Linked DNA regions of Gossypium hirsutum: region 1 is linked to region 2. Evidence: chromatin contacts called from public Hi-C data. All regions are on one chromosome and are shown on one strand. Each heading gives the region's core, a stretch centred on a gene start, on an enhancer-like site or on the middle of the called end of the contact. The rest is flanking DNA. Distances are from core to core; before and after follow the strand shown.

Evidence for each region. Hi-C and Micro-C count contacts between places; a contact is called where the count stands out from the background.
Region 1: a Hi-C map of anther shows a contact between it and region 2, with 2.7 times the contacts expected there. The contact joins the promoter of LOC107887071 here to the promoter of LOC107887075 in region 2. A contact is called at or near these places in 3 of 34 Hi-C or Micro-C datasets (anther, hypocotyl and leaf).

What each region holds. Positions count from the first base shown.
Region 1 is chrA03:20,735,809-20,742,724 of Gossypium_hirsutum_v2.1, forward strand. It overlaps LOC107887071, which reads left to right and starts at 3,102. Exons shown (of 1, transcript XM_016811200.2): 1 at 3,102-4,973. The coding sequence starts at 3,309. The coding sequence ends at 4,733.
Region 2 is chrA03:20,365,869-20,372,229 of Gossypium_hirsutum_v2.1, forward strand. It overlaps LOC107887075 (rhamnogalacturonan I rhamnosyltransferase 1), which reads left to right and starts at 4,652. Exons shown (of 8, transcript XM_016811205.2): 1 at 4,652-5,509; 2 at 6,042-6,109; 3 at 6,307-6,361. The coding sequence starts at 5,200.

The sequences.
Region 1 (6,916 bases), core at 1,852-4,351, 370 kb after region 2:
TACAAATCTCATCTCCCTAAAGTTGCAGTACAGTAGATTGAAGCGATACTTTGAAGTTACAGTGGGTTAGAATGAAGCTACTTGAAAAAGAGGAGTACTAAAGAAGTCGAGATTCGGCAAGACCACAAAAAATTGGTCTTTCTTAAAGTCTTTGCTCTATTCTTGTTACACAACAATGAGCAAAGAGGGGCAGCTGTAGAAGCCCAATTTTGTCTGGGCCCTAAATAACAACCAAAAATAAAAAAAATAAAAATTAACAATCCCAAAGTCCAATTACATGTCAGGCCCAATACACTACCTAAATAGCCCAAAACAAAAAAACCCTAACCCAAAGTTACAAGCCCAACAGCCTAAACTGTTTTCAGAAAAAAAACCTAGTGCCACACCCTAGCCTGCCACCACTAACTGCTCTGCCACTGTCGTCAATCATCACCTGCAAAAAAGGCAAAGAACATGCAAGGAATAGTAGAGAAAAAAATAAAAAATGTAACGAGCAGTGAAACATATGGCTATAAAAGCCATAACCAGATTGTAATGATTTTTTTACTAAAAAATATACAAAAAAAAAGAAAAACAGTCGAAGTACAAAAATAAAAAAAAACTTCAAAAGGCGATCTTTTTATTTTTCTATTTTCGAGTTTGTTATTGCATATATATATAAAATAATAAAATAAAAAAGAAACGCACCTGTCGTTCTACCTTTCACCGCCGTAGTCGGTGACCCTCACTGCCATATAAGGCGGTTGAATCCTTAGGGATTCACCTGAAATTGTGTCAAAGAGAGCGAGAAACTGAACGGTCCCTCTGGGTTTTGGTCGAACGGTGGCTCTTTTCGATGTTACAACCCCGGATCTGTGTTCTATTCGAAGAGAGGGGCTAAAAAAAGGTTTTTTAGGGTTTTTCGGCCACCGAGAACAATGAAGCCATTGTCGGTGATTGGTGGCCACCGCGGCAGTCCATGATGGCGCCGATGGCCAGACCCTAGGCGATTTTAGAGAAAAAATAAAATGGTTTCAGTTTTTTTTAAACAGTTTAAAAATGAAAATTTGAAAACTTTTTAACTTAAATAGGGTTAGGAAACAGTGTCGTTTTGGCATGTTTCCTTAAACCCCAAAACGGTGTCGTTTTGGGTCGAAACCGATCCAACCTAACCCAATAGGATCTGCGTGTTTTTTTAAAGGAGGGTCTAATTGCGCCTTTAGACCTTCGATTTTTTTAATTATTTTTCAATCATTTTTTTAAAAATTTCTACCTTATGATTTTGATTTTGTTTCAATTTGGTCCCTTAAGGAACGACGTGTTTTGGGACAGGGAATATTTTTGCATTTGGTCCCTCTTTTATTTCGTGTGTTACGATTTAGTGCCTTATTTTTATTTTTATCCCAATTTCCCCCCTAAAATTCTACTTAAGTTTCTATTTAGTCCTTATATTTATGCACTTATTTTATTACAATTTAGACTCTTAATTTCATTTCAATGTCGATTTAATCATTATTTATTTAATTTCGGCCCTGTCTAAATTTTTTATGTATTATTTTTTATTTTATTTATTTATTTACTTATTATTTCCTCTGTTTATATTTAAAATTGATTTGTTTTTGTATTTATTGTGCGTTTTTTATTTTATTTTCTTCATTTTTTTCTTTTGGCTTTATTATCATTATTATTTGTTTATTTATTACTTTTTTATACTTTCAAAAATTAGATTATTTACGTTTTTTTACTTGCACATTTATTGTTCATGTTATTGTTATTATTATTACTATTATTATTATTATTATCATTATACTTTTATATTTTATTATGCGTATGATTATCATGCCATTATTACTACAAATTGATGTTGCATTGTCATTTACTAGCACGACACTTTTATTTCAGTATACCATCATTTTATTTTTTTATACTTCCATTTAATTTTATTATGGCTACAATCATGTCACGAACCATGTTCAAATATATTTACCCATTTATATACTATGCCTGCATAAGCTAAATATACATTATTTTAAGTATTAAATTCGTCTTTGCACAAGGCACAAAAAAGAATTTTTAAAAATCGAGGTAATATTCATTATTTTGGAATTAGAAAAGTCGTGTTCTTAACTTACGGAATATGACTTCTTTCTAAAACCAAGATAGCCGAACATTTACTCTAAAATAAATAAAAATAAACAAGATTTAAGTGATGATCAAATGGCGTTCATTCTTATTCTCGAGGATCTAAGGCATTGTGTCCTAACTTACGGGACATGATCCTTTCTTCTCGATTAACTTGAAATAAGCCCCTTTTTGTAAAAATTAATTTAGTTAAGTAATGTATCAAAAAGGGATCGTGTTTTAAATTATTTTCAAAATTTCAATTCTCGACAATAAGAGATCAATTAGTCAACTAGGTACCAATTTTGGGTGTTACGAGGGTGTTAATTCTTCCTTATGCATAACTGACTCCTCCTGGATTTTGTAGACCAAAAATCATAGTTTTAGTAAATCTAAACTTTTATTAAAATAATCATATTTCTAGGTGACCTGATCACATCTTATAAAAAAGATTGATGGCGACTCCATTTTCGTTTTCTTCAAATAAAAGACAATTTCAAAAACAAAAGGTCTCGACAGTACAAAAAGGGTTGGGAGGAAATAAAATTAAATGAAAGGGTTTAAATTAAGGGAAAAAGAGATGAAGTTAGAAATTTATTGATAATTACCGTGGAGGAGGGAAGAAGCATGGGAAAAAAAGAAAAGAAAAGAAATTCAAAGGTGGGAAAGAAGAGAGGATGGTGAGGGTAAAATTAAAATGTTGGTTAATTTGTTACTTCAACCGTTCCCTGAATCACCATTCGATGGGAAGAGTATCGAATGGTATTCTAGATTTTCACATTGAATAAAGTCATATGGAATAGAATTATAATAATTTATTACAACCAACCAAATAATAATTTGAGATAGACCCCCTGAATTAGGCTGTAATACATTGCTATTCCTTCCAACCAAACATAGTGTTGTAGTCTTCTTCATTTCCTTTCCCATAATCTTTTTTAAAAAAAAAGGGAAAACTATTTAAAGCCGTGTTTTAGAAATAAATTCGTGGCATTTGATCCGTAACAGCGGACTTAATGAAAAGTTTGTGTAAAAAGCATAGATTATAGGACAATAATGTAATTTCCTTACCTAGAACAATTCCCGTTTAGCGTTACCTCTCTCGCCATTAGAATGATGCCGAAAACGTAAGATATTAAGTTCAATCCTTTTGTTTAATTTTATTTTTCTGGTTCTCTTCACTTACAAAATAAAAAATAAAAAAAATCATGGCGTCGGTGACTTTCCTTCACCTTCACGACCCAGAAGACGAACTCGTTCGGGACAACCATCATCACCACCAGCACGAACAAACCCTCACCCTCGATTCCCTCCCTTATTGGTCTCGTGATTTCCACTTCTTCTCTTCCCCCGACGCCGATCTCCCTCGCCCAGACGACGACGTTTCGCTCCCCGATTCCCTCATTGTCAACGGCCCCGATCTCTTCGACCGCCGCGAGAACCAAGTCAACTTCGTCATCGATCTCTTCCACCAACGCGTCGAACAATCTCAGGTTAGTTCCGGTACTACCCCCAATAACAATTCCAATTCTGGTAACGGAAATGGTAATAATACTAGCAATAATGATGCGGCTGATTTGGTTTCCGATGCTTTGAGCGAATCCGGTTTCGGTGTTATTGAGGGAAATCATGAGCTGGATTTAGGGTTGGCGTTAGGGTTTGATTCCATGGATACTCATTCGAGTGATGTTGAGATTGATATTGGTGGCGGTGAATATGAGGACGACCATTTCTTTGTGGAAAGGAGGGTTTCAGGGTTGAGTGCTAGTGAGGCCGCTTCTAATTTTAGTGGCGTTGAGAGGTTTGGGGATAGCATGCGGATTGTTGGGTTTAGATCAGATTCGGAGGATGATGATGAGAATGAGAATGATAACCGGACGCTCGCAATTGATTTGAATTCTGGGGATGATTATGGTATTGATGATCATGTTAACGATTGTTATGATGTTGGTGCTGATGATGATGTGAGTGTTAGTATTCCACTTTTCTGGGATTCGCTTCAGTTGGAGGATCGTCGGGAGACCATTGAAGATTTTGAGTGGGAGGAAGTGGATGGTAGGGTTGATGAGAGGGATGTTTTAAGCGTGTTTGTTGATGGTGATGATGATGTGAATTCGGTTTCACTTTCCATTTCCCCTATGATAGCACCTGAAGATGCGGTTAGTTTCGAGAGGGCAGCTGGGTTGGAGACTTTGGAGTGGGAGGTTCTGTTGAATGCTAATAATTTGGAAACAACCCCCGAAATGGGTGAGAACACTGACCCATTTTTTGCTGATCGTGATGACTATATTGATACTGCTGAATATGAGATGCTTTTCGGACAGTTTGCTGAGAATGAGAATGCATTTATCGGGAAGCCTCCAGCTTCAAAATCTGTAGTTGAGAATCTTCCTTGTGTGGTCGTAACTCAGGAGGATGTTGTGAATAACAATGCGCTTTGTGCGGTTTGTAAGGATGAGGTTAACCTTGGTGAAAAGATGAAGCAGCTGCCATGTGCTCATCGCTATCATGGAGATTGTATTATACCTTGGCTGGGAATAAGGAATACCTGTCCTGTTTGTCGTCATGAGTTGCCAACAGATGATGCTGACTATGAAAGGAGAAGGTCCACAAGAGCTGGACGTGCACTTTAAGGGTAATGTATGGTCTGGTGTGATTTTGAAGCTTTGTTTAGCATTAGGTTGTTAAGAATGTAGATATTGTTTTTGGGAAGTGTCAATATGGATTTTTAGGATCTTGTCATTCTTCACAAGCCTCATAAGTATTCTATATGTTCTTTTAATCCTTTTTGTGGTATAAGAATGTTCAATGACTTGATTATACCTTCAGGGTTCTTTTGGTTGGAATAATTATCTATTATCATTTTGCTTCAATCCTGTTTTATTCGACCCTAACTACCTCAGATACATGATTGTTTAGGAATTCGGGATTTTGTGTTATTTCTTATTATTGTAGCCATTACCATAGTTTACATGATTGTTCATGAACCAAGTTTGCTGGAGTATATCGGATGATTTTTGTAGGTGATCAGCTGAAGAATTGCATGGCTTGTTCTTAGTTAGTCTGTCATACATGATCAAAATGGGTTTTTTATAACTCAATGAGAGAAAACAAAATATGTCGGTGGTGTGGTATCAAGAAGTCGCAAAAGACAATACGGGTTGGGATTATAGAACTCGTTATAATGCTTGAACATCATTGTTTTTATTGGTTGTAGTAACTCTTCGGGTTTTTAAGTATAGTGAATCTTTTAAGTTGGTTTCAGTAATGCACTCTTTATGCCTGATATGTTTACTTTATTAAGTTGCAACAAGTTTATCTTGCATTTGTGGCCTTTATTGATTGGGAATTCCATCTTGAATTGTGCTGAAGTCCTTACAAAGGATGTATGAGTATGATGAAGAAAGTAGAATGATAATAGATGCTCATAATAAAATCCCAAACTTAGTAATACAACCTTGTTAGAACCAATTGAACTAACATTTGGGTTTTTGCATAAGTCCTAGATTCATGTTGTATTGCGATTTTGAAAATTTATTCCAGAAGTGCTTCGAAAAATTTTTATAGGTTGAGACAACTTGGAGTTGCAGCGAAGTGAGGTGAAAAGGTTGCTTTGACATCATAGGCTAGTTTCACTTGTTCGAAGCAACTTCATATTTCTTGTTGTGTTCTTGGCTCCACTTGATGGGGTCATGGATGGGAAAACTTTCAGCTGTTCTAAGGGAAATGACTCTCTACAATTAGTGAAATATTATTTTTATTAATAAAAATTATTATTTTGATTTCTATTTAAACTTTTAACTGTAATAATATGTTTTATATTTTACCTTATTTTAAAAAATAAAATATATATTTTTTATTTCAATCTACGAATTTGATGGATTCCTCATCATCACTTGATTTGTTAATAAAACTAAGGCTTAATTCTTCTTATTTATATTGTTTTTAATCAATTTTTCTAAGGCTTGATTTGTTTCTCAATTTTTTTTCAATTTTATAAGGCTTGATTTGTTTCACATTTTTTGGATTCTTCTGAATTTGATTTGTCCGTTTGTTCCTTAAAAATTTGAAAAAAAAATTGAAAAATGAAAAATTAATTAAAATCCAAAAAATGTTAAAACTCGGAAAATTCTAAAACTAAAAAGAATCTTAAATTATAAGTATCCGAAGCTTAGAAAAAACTAAAAAGAATCATAATCTATTTTCTAAAATTATAAAAAAATATTTTTTAAAATTATAAGTATCTGAAATTTTTTTAAAAAAATCATTAAAAATTCAAAATCTAAAAACTTAGAAAATTATTAAAAAAAATCAAATCAAATCAAAATAAATCATAATCTACTTTTGAAAACTATAATTTTTTTTTAAATTATGAGTATGCGAAACTTAAAAAATAACATAAAATTATTTAAAAGACGAATTAAATGTGATTTATCTAGTTTTTTAACATTTTAATTCCATACATTATAATTTTACACAATGAGATAACTTTTAATTAATCATTTCTTTCTCAAACCATATGAATTGAAAACTTCTTATACTTTCTAGAGGTATTATATAACTACATCTATCCAATTGAGCTAGTTTTTAAAGAATTTTATTGTAGCTTTTACTAAAAAACTCAAAATTCCTTAAAAATATAAAAAATTCATAAAATCCCTAAAATTTTTTAAAAAAAATCATAAAATTGTTTAAAAATATCATAAAATTTTAAGATTTTCTAGAAAAACCTAGAAATCCAAACCTTTTATTAATTTATTAAAATTTTAAATTTTTTTAAAATTTCTCATACTTATAATTTTAATTTTTTTTAATT
Region 2 (6,361 bases), core at 3,402-5,901:
TGATAATGTGTTTTGATTTAGATTAACGTAAGATAGAGTACAATTGGAATGCCAATAGTTTATATTGCACGTTGTACGGGATTGACTTGTGATGAGATGATGATTCTTGACTTGTTATTATCCACTAAATATACAAAAGTTCAACATTTGTTGCGGACTATCGTGTTATATTTACAGTTATTCTAGTTTGTTACTAGGGGTGAATTAAAGCCTTCGGGCTTGGCACTTGGTGCCCAAGATTATTTTAGGTTGGATTGGCTTGTTTGAGCTTTCTGGCGTGTTTCGGGTGGATAACCACATACTCGTATCTATCATATCATTCATCGAGCAAATTTTCAATGATAGTTGACTTGATACTAAATTGTATAATGGATTGCATGATTTTTTGATATTATCATGACTTGATATTGAATGATTTTCATGTGATTGAACATATTATGCAACTCATAAGTATATGTATAAACTCAGCTGTTGAATGACTATGGTTGACAGGATTTATTGTTTGTTAATCTTGTTACTATAATTGATGTGTTTACACAATAAGTTTTATCATTTTAACCATTGAACTTACTAAGCTCTATAGAAGCTTACTCGTGTCATTTTCCTATTTCTTTGTAGATATCATTTTGCAGAATCGGGTGATCGGATCAACCTAAAGATCACCCTACCCAAATACTTATCAGTAGTTATTAACATGTTCACTTTTAGGTTATATGGCATGTAATACGTGTGTTGTGTATATGTTTTGGATTATTATTCCATGTGTTGCATCTTAGGTTAGTATAAAGTTGTTTGAGCTTATTTGTGTATGTGACTTTGGCTTTGGGTATGTAAATGTCCATGTAAAGTTATTTTTTTGGCTATTTGATATAGACCTTATGAAAGTGTTTGAAATATGGTAAGATTGAATGTGAATGGATTGGATGAAATGGTAAGTTTGACATGAGTTTAATGTATGGCCTTGTGAACTTTGAATGCAAATTAGTTTGATATGAAATGTATATTTGGTTTGTTAATTGAATTGTGGTGTCAATGAGGACACATTGGTTAGGCACTTAGGTCTAATGTTTTGATATGTTTTAAGCATGTTTCAATATGTTTTGAAGGTATGGAAATGATTATTTTTTGTTTGGCTTGGTACCTAAGTTTGGATGAAGTTTTTGCCTTGTTTTGAAAGCTATTTAAGGTGCACACAGCCTAGGACACTGGCTATCACATGGTTGTCTGCCACATACGGTCTTCTCACACGGCTGTGTGTCTTTTTTATTTTAAGTGTAGGATTTTTCACACAGTATTAGGTTGTTACACGGCCTGAAGACACCACTGTGTAACCTTATTTTGAATACTTACACAGTTTGAAACATGACCATGTGACCTTATTTCGATTTGTACACGAGCGAGCACACGGGCTGTGACACGGCTGTGTGACCCTTACTTCAAATTATACACAGTTTGGCCATACAGCCATGTTCTTGAACCACACGGTCTAGGCTTTGTCACACAGTCGTGTGACCCTTGTTTCCTAAATTTTTAAAATTTTCTATAATTTTCTATTTTGTTTCAAATTAGTCCATGATTATTCCCAAACTATTTTTAAGACCCTGTCAATGTAATTATGCTATGAATGAAATTTACATTTGAATGTTGTTATTTAAATTAATAAATGAATGGTTTAATGATGATAATTATTTTGATATATGTTGTAATACGTCATAACCCTAATCTGGTAACGGAGACGAGTTAGAGGTGTTACAATGATATAACGGTAGCATATAAGATTTGCAAAAGTACATTGAACATTATTATACCTCACCTAGGCTGAACATGTGACACTTTGAGGGAACACCAAAAAGACATATGCAAATGACTCTCCACCTCTCGAAGCGTCACCGTCTGTTTTGCCTCCCAAATGAGTTACCTCCAACATTAAGCCACCCATTGTTATGGCTAGGCCACTCATTTTTAAGTGTGAACACTTCTCCAGGTATGAACGCTCCTTTTAGGAACTACTAGGGTCTACCTAAATAACAACCTTATACTATCTCAAAAAGAATAATAGGATGGGCTCCACCATATGTGTCCTTCACACACTCTATGATGACAACTCATTGGTTACGACCTGCCACGTCACCACTACCAAACAAGAGGACCTCACTTAAAAATACCCTTCATAGCAATGAGAAAGAGATTTTCTTCGTCATTAGCAATTTTAAGCATTTACTCTTTACATTTAATCTTCTTTACCTTCGCAACAACATTTCTCCTCCTTTTATCCTTCTCCGGCTCTCTTCTTGTTTAGGTGAACCGACCTCATTTGCATTACCAGTTTTTCTTCCTGTCCTCTCTTATTGATACACTTTATCAATAATTGGTGCGGTGAGCATGGACCAAACTATGGCTTCTTCCCACACTGATTCTCCCCTCAACCTAACAAACTTAACTAACTCCACCAACTCAACAAACTCCACAACTTTAATGAATCCCACCAACCCCATTACTCCTGAGCCCCTTCAAGCCAAAACCTAATTTAATATCCATTGCCTTGACTTAACTTCTGGCTTTGACCCGACCTTTTACCCATTTCTTCTAACCTTCGGTGTTGTTCTCTCGACCTTCGGCAATTCCATCACTTTCTCAGCCTCTGCCAAACAAGTCTTCCAACAACTTCAAATAATATGATCAGGATAAGGATAGAATCCTTAAAATAACACAAACTCTTCTTATTCTTTAAGAAGTCATTCAACTAGAAGGCCAGTTTAGGAATGCTTCTCAAAAGTGCTTTCTTAGGACAAAAAAATTCCTAAATAAGTTGTTTTTTAAGAGAAAAAGTGCTTTTCCCAAGCCAAAAATTGGCCTAAAAGCACTTTTTTCCAAAAGTTGAAAATTTTAGCTTCTCCCTAGAAGTGTTTTTTTTTCCAAAAGCACTTTTGAAAAGCATTCCTAAACTAGGCCTAAAACACAACACATGGGTCTAGTTATTATTGCAATGAATTACCAATCCATTTGTTGTACAAAACAATTTTATATAAGGCTTAAATAAAATTAACACAAACAAATATGCCAACACAAAATCTTTACCTGCTATAAACTAGTTTGTTCTAATTGTTGTTAGAACATAAAATGAGATAGGGCAAGTCAAAGTTTCCAACACCACTTAGGGCTAGTTTAGTAATTCTTGTGAAAAGTACAATAGAAAAGTGCTTTTGAGAAGTATTTTTGAAAAGTTTGGTTTAAGATTTGAGTATTCAGCATTGCTGTCAAAAAATAATTTTGAGAAATAAAATGTTCATTTTAGACATGTTGTTATCAATAAACAAATATGCATTTAAATAATATTTAAATTAGTTAATATTATTATATTTAGTAAGAATATAAAAAAAAGTTATTATAACTTGTTGTTAATATTTTAATATATGAAATATAAATTTTAAATATTTTTAAGCAATAAATTTAATTATTTATAAAATTTAATTAGAATATATAAACTATATTTTAAATATTTAAATATAACCATTAAATATTTGTAATTAGATATTAACACATTTGTATTATTTTAGATTTGTTATATTTAATTAATGATTTTAACACATTTGTAATTAAGTATCAAAGAAAAAAAGAAGAAAGGAAAGTACTATGTTATTGGAGGGGTGAAAAAGTAATTAAGTTCCAAAAATACTTTTGGGAGTGCTTTTCAAAAGTATTTTTGAAAAGTAAAAAATTTCAGTCAAAAGCAGTTTGTTTAGCATAATTTTTCTTCTAAAAGTATTTTTGGAGTCAAAAATATTTTTTGAAGCACTACTAAACAAGCTTTTAATATTGATCTTGATGATTTAAAAATAAAATCTAATAAAAAATATTATTTCAAATATTTTATTTTAATAATTAACAAATAAAATATTAAAAAAATAACATAAACTTTTAATTAATGAAATAAAGAATTAAAAAATATAAAAATATACCCAAAAAAAACTTTTACAAATACCTATTTTTATTAATAGATAATAGTATCATTGATGAGAGTTTAAAATTATGTGTGGATGTATCTAAATAAAAATAAAATGTAAGAAAAGACAGTCATATGTTTTATACATGATTACACTCTCATTGGTAATATTATCTTTACTAAATAAATAATAGTTGGTGTTTGATTATTTTGAAAAGGATAATTCGAGTTTTTATTAATTGAAATATTAATACATAGCGTCAAAATAATTACTTTTCTTTTCTGTTAATTACAAACAAAATTTCTTATTATTTTGTTTCATGGAAAAAGAATTAAATGCTGAAAATATTAATTAAATGAATTACTTTTTTTAAAGAAATCTTTGAACAAATTAAGGATAATTGTCGCGGTATATTCGCACCTACAGAAATTCTCGCGATATATTGTCGGCGTATCGGCAGCTGAATTAATGCCCATTACAAATCTAACGGCGACGGATGAACTCCCATTCCTGGGACGTGGACACCTGTAGTTTTATAAAACCCAGTTGAAAGCAGCCACGTAGGGTAAATGTTGGGCCCATTCAGACATAAACTGAGGTGGCAGGTATTTATTGGTAAAAAAGGAGTTAACCATGGACTGTGGTCGACAGCTAACACTAGTCAACAAATCCTTTTAGATTCAAGAAAACTATGGTTAAAAAAGTGTACCCAAGCCCAACGGTGTACGGCTCACATCCCGTTTTTTCTCTCTCTCGATCGCATTGTAGTCTGCAGTATATTCTCATTTCTAATTTTTTTCTTCCTTCTCTATTCAGATTTCTCTATATTTTCTCGATTCGCTTATACTTGAAGACAGGCAGGAGTTTCAACGGCCATTCCACGACAATTTTCGACGGAAAAGTGATTAGATCGCCGAGGAAGAGAAGGATTTTTTTGTTTTTTGTTTCGGGAAAATACTGTTTAATATTCGATTGGAATTGGTTGAGTTGTTAAGAGTTTCATTTGGCAAGAGGAGGAAAAAAATTGGATCTCTTTGATTGATTTTGAATTATTTTGTTGTTGTTGATGTTGTTTTGGAAGTTAACGGATCTCGAAATTTGTCGGAAAATAGAAAGAAAAGAAAGGAAAAGGTTTTTGTTAAATTAGATGCAGATTTTCTGAAAATCGACCTACATTGATTGAATTTGACAGGAAGAAGACGGTGGCGTATCGGGGGGGAGATGAGGAGGGTGGAAATCGGGGTTATTGCTGGAAATGTGCAGTATTGAAGGGAAGGGGAAAGGGAAAATGAGAGGGATAAGAATGGGGGCAACGAAAGGGGGAGGAGGCGGCGGAGGGGAGAGAGTTGAGAAGTTGAAGAGCTCGAGAACGAAGCTGTGGATGATACGCGCCACCACATCGGTGATGCTTTGGACTTGCATCGTACAATTAACGGCCTTGGGGGATACTTGGGGTCCGCATCTCCTTAAAGGTTGGCCTTCCTGTTTTTCTCACCAGGATTCTTCCGTTTCCGTTGTTGAAGATAAGGTTCCCTCCGTTCCTGCCCGTGTTCTTCCTCCCAAAAGTAAGATTTTCCACCTTTTTTTTACTCAAATTTCTGCTGATTTTGATGTAGTTATTCTTTATTAGGCCTTTTTTGGGGTTAAATCGGAGAAAAATTTTGAGCTTGTCTTTAATGGAAAAGAAGGAATGGGTTTATCCTTTTTATCCTTATCTGCATTCCTATTTGAGGAGAAGAAAATCAATGTACACAATGATAGATTTCTTGGAGATTTCTATGCGCTTTCATTGAAGCTTTCCTTTTATATAGTCATACGGATTGAACTTGTATCAATTTACTGGTTCCAATGTTCGTATCTTATGTCTTCGTTTTGTGGAATTCTATCCTTTTCTTGTTGTGGCATATGTTTGTTTGAAATTTGAGATCGTTTATCTCTTGAAAATTTCAAATTTGTACTTTTATTTTAATATATTGTTACTTTTGCTTCCATTTTTTTTCCATTTCAGTTTTAGGGATCGGTGGCGACTTGCTTTATGTGTTCTGGTTAGGAATTTTGAACTCTAAATTGATATATGATGTTTTGTTGTTACTTTAGGGGTATATAAGAACAATGGTTACTTGATGGTTTCTTGCAATGGAGGTCTCAATCAAATGCGAGCAGCAGTGAGTGCTTTAGCAAAGAACTCTAAACGCATTTCTTGTTCCATTCCTTTTCTTTCTTTTTTCTTTCTTTTCAACATTTTTCTAGATTGTGTATGCTCATGGGTTGTTTTTACTTCAAATCTATATGGAAACTGATGCTGTATTCTTTTCTTTTCTTTCTTTTTTTTTTGGGGGGGGGTGGGGGTGTTGCTTAACAGATTTGTGACATGGTTACCATTGCAAGATATTTGAATGTCACACTTATAGTCCCGG